Linked DNA regions of Danio rerio: region 2 is linked to region 1. A link is a contact called in public HiCAR-type data. All regions are on one chromosome and are shown on one strand. The core of a region is the stretch at or near the end of the contact, and the rest is flanking DNA. Distances in the headings are between cores, read along the strand shown.

The links. HiCAR-type assays count read pairs that join an accessible place to other places.
Region 2: a HiCAR-type map of caudal fin shows a contact between it and region 1, with 6 times the contacts expected there. The contact joins the promoter of smad3a here to the enhancer-like site in region 1. A contact is called at or near these places in 12 of 18 Hi-C or Micro-C datasets (caudal fin, embryo, fibroblasts and 4 more) and 1 of 4 datasets of contacts at active chromatin or transcription factors (caudal fin).

The regions. Positions count from the first base shown.
Region 1 is chr7:34,177,551-34,181,865 of GRCz12tu, forward strand. No RefSeq gene overlaps it. Among named protein-coding and RNA genes, the nearest start is that of smad3a, 47 kb to the right of the region's middle. Within about 2 kb of position 2,526, at least 5 of the 62 cell types and tissues checked have an H3K27ac peak or open chromatin away from gene starts, as enhancers often do. A contact at or near this core is called in caudal fin, where this site is marked.
Region 2 is chr7:34,225,261-34,229,575 of GRCz12tu, forward strand. It overlaps smad3a (SMAD family member 3a), which reads right to left and starts at 1,833. Exons shown (of 9, transcript NM_131571.2): 1 at 1,431-1,833. The coding sequence starts at 1,633.

The sequences.
Region 1 (4,315 bases), core at 1,276-3,775:
AATACATTTAACTATCTTCCCAGTAATGGGTTGCGGCTGGAAGGGCATCTGCTGCATAAAACAAATAGTTGGTGATTCATTCTGCTGTGGCTACCCCTGATAAATAAGGGACTATAAGCTGAAGGAAAATTGATAAAATTAACATATAAATATATATAATAAATGTGGATATGGTTTATTCATTCATTTTCTTGTCGGCTTAGTCCCTTTATTAATCCGGGGTCGCCACAGTGAAATGAAACGCCAACTTATCCAGCAGGTTTTTACGCAGCGGATGCCCTTCCAGCCGCAACCCATCTCTGGGAATAAATGTGGATAGTTCACCCAAAATAAAAAATAAAAAAACTAATATTTACCCCATTTTTGTTTTGTTTGTTTTTTGTCTTTTGGACACAAGTGAGGATATTTTGAAGAGTATTGGAAACTTGTAATCATTGGCTTCTATAGTATTTCTTTTCCTACTATAAATGTCCATCACTACCAGTTTCTAACATTGTTCAAATATCTTATTTTTAGTTTACATGGAGAAAAAAGTCAAAAGTTTGAAACCACTTGAAGGTGAGCAAACAGTAAACTACATTTTAATTTTTTTGGTGAACTCCCCCTTTTCTGCTCTAGTCTTGATTTACATTTGACATGGTTTGCACATGAGAAATCATTTTGTTTGAGGAAAGATTTTAATAATTTTTTTGCCATTGCATATACAGTATGGGCTATGTATACATCTCATACGTCTGCTTCACACACACTGATGCATCTTTAAATGCTAAACAACATGTAATGTAAAATCTGTGGGTTTTCCAAAATACCTCTTCAAGTATTTGTTTATGCAGCTCAATATTACAGATTTTTGAACTATGGTAACTTTTTTTGTTTAAACTGTTACTAAATTGTTAACCAAATTTCATTATCAGAGCAGTATGTACAGTGCTGTGAGTGCACCACTTGACCACTTGCACATTCAATTGTTTTTGCATTACTTAAATTCTAAGTAGTCAACAATAGTGAAAAATCTTTATTTGATAATAATTTTAATAAAACCTGGTGCATTGGAAAAAATAGCTGACATAACCAAATTATTTTAGGTGTTACCATATGAAGTAAGTTTTTATTAAACAATTTTTTCACTGTTCAGAGTCCCACAAGGTGTAAACAAGGTGTAGTTTGTCCACAAAGTTTTCACACTCAGAAAAAAAAAGAGAACAAGAACAACATACTACTGAAGACAGCAAATACAACAGACACATGTTGATGAATGCATGTGTGAGGGGATTAAAAAGTGTCCACAAGTATTTTAAACAATTAAAATGATAGATATTCACACAAGTGGATAACTATGATTAAAGAACGATCTTGATCTAAAGCAGGGCCAGATTTAGTGATTTGGAGCCCTAAGCAGTTCCAGCCATGGGGCCCAACAGTCTTAAAATGCACTCTTTCTACTTTTATTTAATGTTTATTTACAGTTCAGTTGATACGGAGTAAACAAATCCACTAGAGCTGCAAAATGAATCAACGCAACTAAATGTAATTAAAGTGATTAATTATACATGTTATTTTCCCTATGCAAAGTATAATCTCACAGACATCTTAATTCTTTTTTATTCCTCTGCTAAAAAAAAAAAAAAAAAAAAAAAACTATATAATCTAGGCTATCACAGATGCCTTAAAGTTTCCAAAAGAAGAATAATTAGAAAAAATTGACACCCGTTAAAACCAGCGCATTTTAATGGTGTTTAGGAACATTGTGGGGCCCAACAGTCCTAAAATGCACGCTTTATACTTATATTGAATTTCTATTTATTAAGATGTTTTTTTTTAATATCACATAAGCTATGTTCTATCTTAATGCAATCTCTACTTTTTAAATGATTAGTTTCCTTAAAATTAATTTACAACTAAAAATTATTATATATATATATATATATATATATATATATATATATATATATATATATATATATATATATATATATATATATATAAAATTTGACTGTTGGACCGCTCTATGGGGGTAGTGGACAAATTTGTGCAGATGTAATATTTTATTTTTGAATATTATTATTACATGACATTAAATGAATATAATAACATTATATTTTAAGTTATAGTAAATTATATTTAATTGCGTTACAATTTAAATAGTTTGACTCACCATACAAAATACGATCAAAAACAATGTTATATATAGTTTATAGGTATAATTTATACTTCTAGATATTTATTGGGGGCCCCAAGATTTCCTGGGGTCTTAAGCGGCCGCTTACCTCGCTTATTAATTAAATCCAGCCCTGCTCTAAAGTAATCACAGACTGACTTTGACTTTTACAATATGGTGCACAGCTTACATCTAACTGCCCATACAAACAGCTGCTAATGAGGCATCTATGTATGTACATCTATGGTCCATGCATCATTTACCATTTGCACCAGGTGATTCACTAAAGTCACCAAACACCTGGACAACTTCAATGTGAGCAGGTTGTTCCACTCTTTAACCTCCGTTTACTGATAAACAAACATTTAGCGAAGACGTATGTGTGGTTTACCGAAATTCCAGTGCCTCCCTGCCCTTAGGGTCTTCTGAACAAAGAAAGCTTTCATTTTTTCAGCAAGTGAAAAATGTACGCGCTAGGTCACAGGCCAGGCTAATGTATCTGTATCCTAGCATTGCATTTTTATGGCATTGTCATAAAATAAGCAGAACAAGACAGTGTGTGTACATGAACAAAATCAAAAGAGAAAGCATTTTTTCATTTACATATTTATTAAAAGTACAACAATAACAAACAATATTGTTTCTCTTGACAACCTTTAAAGATGAAGAGAAATTATGATAAAGATTATATACTTGTACAAAGAAGAAATCTAACATGTCAAGCACAACAATCACCACTAAGTCACAAAGTCGATGAACGTGAAAGTTGAACACAAGCACAATAAATGCACATTACTTAAAATTTATTCAACAATTTGTTGAAAAGAATTTGAGATTTGATTTTTTTTCCTCTCAAAGAAAACATGTGTTTACTTATAGACAATAAATCATTTCCTGAATAATACCAGTACCTTCTGTTTTGTCTATACAGGATGACATTAAGAGGTTTCAAATGCATTTCAAGGAATCCAATTCATACAATAACTTTATCAAAGTAAAGTCATAGAGCGTCTAAAGCACACAACAGTCCTTATGAACATTAATGCACGCAGATGTCAGACATCTTTTCTACCGTCAACGCAACTTTCTCTCATGATTCCTTGGGAGACCAGAGATTTGAGACGGCATGCAAAGAGCACTGATCACAAGTACATGATCTGGCTTTCACAAAGCCCACTGTGACCTTTCCCTTCATCAAGCCCTTCTCCATATCCTACGAGCATCCGACGTATAAAAATACAGGGTTAACATTACAAAAACCTGCCAGCAGTACACAGCCCCAATCCCACCCCTACTCAACGCTTACAAACACAGAGGTAAGAGCATTCTGAAAAAATATTTGGTAGCAAAATAGAGTCTACAGTACAAATGGCATGAATTTCAGAAAATAGGCATGCATAATCCATTTATCAGACATATTTACAAAGATCACACCCCTGAGCGGCCCAACCCTGGACAACCCACTTACTCAATGCATCAGGGCTTAAACGTAAGCTTTGTCGTGCTGCTGTCACTGACTTACAGGTACAAAAACAGCCACTGTGGTGGTACTTTTTACAAAGGTACTCTTTTGAAGGTATCAACATGGACCATATGCCACACAGACAGCTTTTGTACCTTTATTTCAGAAAGTGTTTGTACGAATAAATTTGTCATTCATATATATGCTTGATATAGATAGATAGATAGATAGATAGATAGATAGATAGATAGATAGATAGATAGATAGATAGATAGATAGATAGATAGATAGATAGATAGATAGATAGATAGATAGATAGATAGATAGATAGATAGATAGATAGATAGATCTTTTTAATTTCTGTTTCTGTTAATGATTTATTAGCGACCACAACAATCTCTTTAAAAAAAAAAACGACTCACAAAGTGAAATTCTAAATTATTTTGGTCTGTTGCTTGGGAAGACTAAAAAAAAATAATGAAAAACCCTAAAATAGCAACAGGAAACATTTAAACTATTTTTGACCACCTCAGATTGCCTCATTTTGTTGGAAGAATGCTCTTTTGTAAATAATTCATTTGGTATAATTTGTATCATTATTTTAATGTATTTTTGTTGGTCAGTTATCTACAAAATAAACAAAAACAATGAATACATTTTAGGTGCAGTGAGGTGCAAAAAATAATTTTTGGCCT
Region 2 (4,315 bases), core at 583-3,082, 47 kb after region 1:
CTGTGCATCCAACTCACACGCAGCATTGCGCGATAGCATACCCCACACCTGTGCAGTGTGTGTTTTAGTTTCAGTTGTTCAACGTTGATGTTCAATAAATAATCATAGACAGTAGATCATGTGTGTTTCCTTCAGTTATTTTAAAATTAAGTAATGCACCCTTCATTACAGCCTTCATTCACCCTTTATTACAGGTAAGAAATCTCTTACCTGTAATATGTGAGCATATTTACTGTACAAAACCCGTCAGTGAACTATGAGGGCAAAAATAAATAAATTAATAAATTAATTAATTAATAATCGTTCATTAATTGTAATCGAGTTGAAATGATAAATTAACCGAGATTTTGATTTTAGGCCAAATCACAGCCCTACTTTCAGGAGATTTGGCACCAAACAAAAGATGAGGAACAACATAGTTGTATCATTAAAGTTAACAAATAATCCCCTAAGATCTGTTGGTTTAATTGGCTATATATTAATTTGTGATGAAATCCAAGTGAACTTCTAGCTGATTATCTACTGAATCTGTGTATATATATATATATATATATATATATATATATATATATATATATATATATATATATATATATATATTTTTTTTTTTTTTTTTTTTTTTTTCAGAATGCATATGAAAAACCAAATGAACTTCTATAATAACTGGCTATGTGTAATATATACAACTCAAACAAGTAAACCAATGTTTTTCTATATTGGCTGAAGCTTGAAATGCCTCTTGAAACTAAAGGTCTGCTGAGTGTAAAGGCTTGTGGGCAACCCTCGAGTGGACCATACGGGCAAGACCTGTGGGCAGTTGGCCAGCATCGCACTGTGACATAACAGGATTAACCAGCCATTGCAAAACTCAGAGGGATAATAATAACAACAATACAATTCATACAACAACCCCGTCCACATGTACACTCTAATGAAGAAAAATAATAAGTACCAAATGTCTTATATATGCACCAACCAACCAAAATATAACTTAAAACACAAACATCGCAACACATCGTTTAGCCCAGATACAGCAGCTACAGCGCTCCTCAGATTAAGGTCGGGCTGTTATATAACCTCATCAGACAGTAAATGACAACCTCAGGCAAGGCAAATGTGTGTTTGTGAAAGCACATGAGAGAATAAAGTTGAAATAAATCAACTGGAGTGTCGGAATTTGATCAGAGAGCGAGATACGAGCTGCAGCACATAACGTTACAGTAATGAGACGCGGTTTATGAATTAACGTGATATGAGAAACACAAGAGTTGATTTCACAATAAAAGAGCCTCTGCTGGGCTTTTTCTTCAACTTCGCCGTGCTGGTGTTTAGCTTCAGTTTGAGACTGTCCGGACGGGTTCTGCTAAAATCAATCGTCACAACCCGATGCTTCTCTAAGTAAAGTCGAGGATGTTTTTAATGGCACTCACCGCGGTATTGTGATGCACTTGGTGTTGACATCCTGAGTTGTGATGGCTTTCTCTAGCTCGTCCAGCTGTCCCGTCTTCTTCAGCTTCTTCACTAGACTCTTAACGGCCTTTTCGCACCATTTCTCCTCCTGTCCGTTCTGCTCTCCCTTCTTCCAGCCCAGCAACCTCTTGACGATCGGCGGAGTGAAAGGTAAAATTGACATGTTGAATTCAGTTCAGCGTTCCTCTATTGCGCAGTCTCTCACGCAACTCGGAGGGAAATTAGGGATACTTTTTATCTTCAGCGTAATCCGAAGGTTTTGTGTCAAAGTAAACTGATTAGAGCATGGGAATAATATGAAGAAAAGTGAGAGGGACTTGAGACGTGACTGAGACACGGTCTCAAGTTCAGCGCTCAGCACAGCTCTCTCTGTCTGTCTGTCCCTTGAGATCGTCAGGCATAGCTCGCGCCACACACCGCTGCCAGGCCGTTCAGATCACTCCGCGTAAAAAATAGTTCCTCTGCATCCGGTCAGCACAACACTTTCTGCTGGTAATTAAAACAGATTCATTTAATTTAAAAAATATAATACCTCATCTGTGACTAATATGCAGTCAGTTCCTGAGCATTAATATTTTAGAAAGTGAGGTTTACTTAAATCTAAAGTCTTCCGCTGTTCTGCGTGCTGCGGCTCTCTGACGTAACGTTACTGAAGCTGACTGCACTCAGTGCTCTGATCATTTAAAAGTTTCAGTTTCAAAGTGCTTTAGAAATATGTGCAGAATATGTTTAGCAAATGTGTACAGCCACACCAAATGACGACTTTATATACTGATATCTTGATAAAGCATATTTTATGGTGGCCCCTTCATGAGGGTAGCATTTGACATCAACAAAATAGTTCTGTACATACACAATAAGATGAACAATATGCTATAGATTTAGGAACCATGTCATCTATTTAAGACAGGATTGAGTTGAACCTTCTGAAGTTTTATTGTCCCCTTCCTCCTGTGCTATTGTAAACACTCATAAAACCCGCCCAATAACCACAGTGACACACAGGAAACGGGTTATACAAAACCTTGCTTATCATTTACAGACTCAGTAAAAGTAATTACACTTTAATTCTCAAAAGAGTAAAGATGTTCACTTTTCTTCCTTCTACCTTTTCCACCCCCACTTTTTCTTTCAGCATAGCACTGTCTGTGTGAGAAGGGGATCCCACCAAACGCAGCATACAGTGTTTAATTAATCTGATACTGGGCATGGCCTGCTTTTTTTAGTGAGGGAGTGGGGATGAAAGATACAACGCTGAGTATGCAGCAGCCTTGCCTGTGCATGACAACAACAATTAATCATGTACGTCCCTAATGTTGTAGTAAATGCTCAAAATCCCAAAATGCAAGTCTCAAAAAACAACACTTTTTGAGGATGGGTAGATTGTATTTAGCTAATACATATGAGGTGGATTACATTATACTAAGTTTACTCTTTTACTTTTAAATTTTTAGTTATTCTAATGTGATGGCTTTGTTTCCCCCCTTTAATTGTTTATCTTGAATGTTTGTGTTTGACTTATATTGTGATCACAGACTGCTATCTTTAACACACACACACACACATACACACACAAACGCACACATGGACATATGCCGAAGGGAGTTTGGGTCAGAAATGTCAAGAGAAGTGTGTGCAGCCAAGGGCCAGCTGTTACATTCAAAATGCAAACACAAGCGCCTGCACTAGTCTGATTTGATTTATGCTTATCAGATTGAGCCCAGCATTTTCGTCCCTCTACACAAGACATATTTGGCAAGCAGGAAGCAATAAATAAAACAATGTGCAGTTTTGTGTTATTTTCTGAATTTTCTCATTTATAATAATATAAAGGCAAAAATAAAATTTAACATTGTAGGTCATTTGACCTTGGCCACACACGTTCACTCAGATTGGTGTATGGCAATCTTTGGTACGTTTAAAACAGTTCACAGGCTGTGCTAAAAATACGCTAGATCACAGCCCAGCATGGTTCTGCTTCTTCCTTTTATCTATTTTAAAGATCATCTGATGTATTTTTTTATAACATTTTCTTTCATTTTGTCCTCCCACGTGGTTATGGACAACGTATACTCATAACTGATGGATAAACAGATTCATCTGTGCACAGTTTAACACACTGCAGGAATCTAGAAGATCATGTGTTGAACACTGCATGACTAGATTTTTTTATTTATAATAATACTACTACTACTACTACTACTACTAATAATAATAATAATAATAATACCTTTTTTATTTATAGGAGCCTTTTAAAACACTCGAGGACACCTTACAATATGTCACAGGCACATCATAAAATACAAGACAGAGGAATAATAGACATAATATTAAACCAGAAAATCATTAAAAGCAATCCTGAACAGAAAGGTTTTAACCTGGTATTTAAAATTAAAAAAGAGTCCACCTGACGAATATCTAATGGCAGAGAAATCCATAACTGTGGTACTATGCAGCTAAAAACACTACCACCAAATGATTTCATCCTAAAATTTGGAACTGATAACAGTTCAGCTGCAAACAAAAACTTTCTGTAATCTACAAAGATGTGCTCTATATTTTGTTGAAATCCAGATTTTCGGGAATGAATATCTATACATGCAGTAGAAATATCAACAAAATGTTTATGCATTCATTCAACTTTGAGATATATTTATTTCAATAAACTGACTGCTGACAAATGTGCATTTAAAATTTAATACAATTGAAAAGTTACACTGTGAAAATGTATATGATCAATTAGTCCTGACAGCATATGTTTTAGGTCATTGTAACTTATTAAACTAAGTTAATCCATATTTGAATTAATTTTACAAGTTACAATGTAAACTAATGTAACTTACAA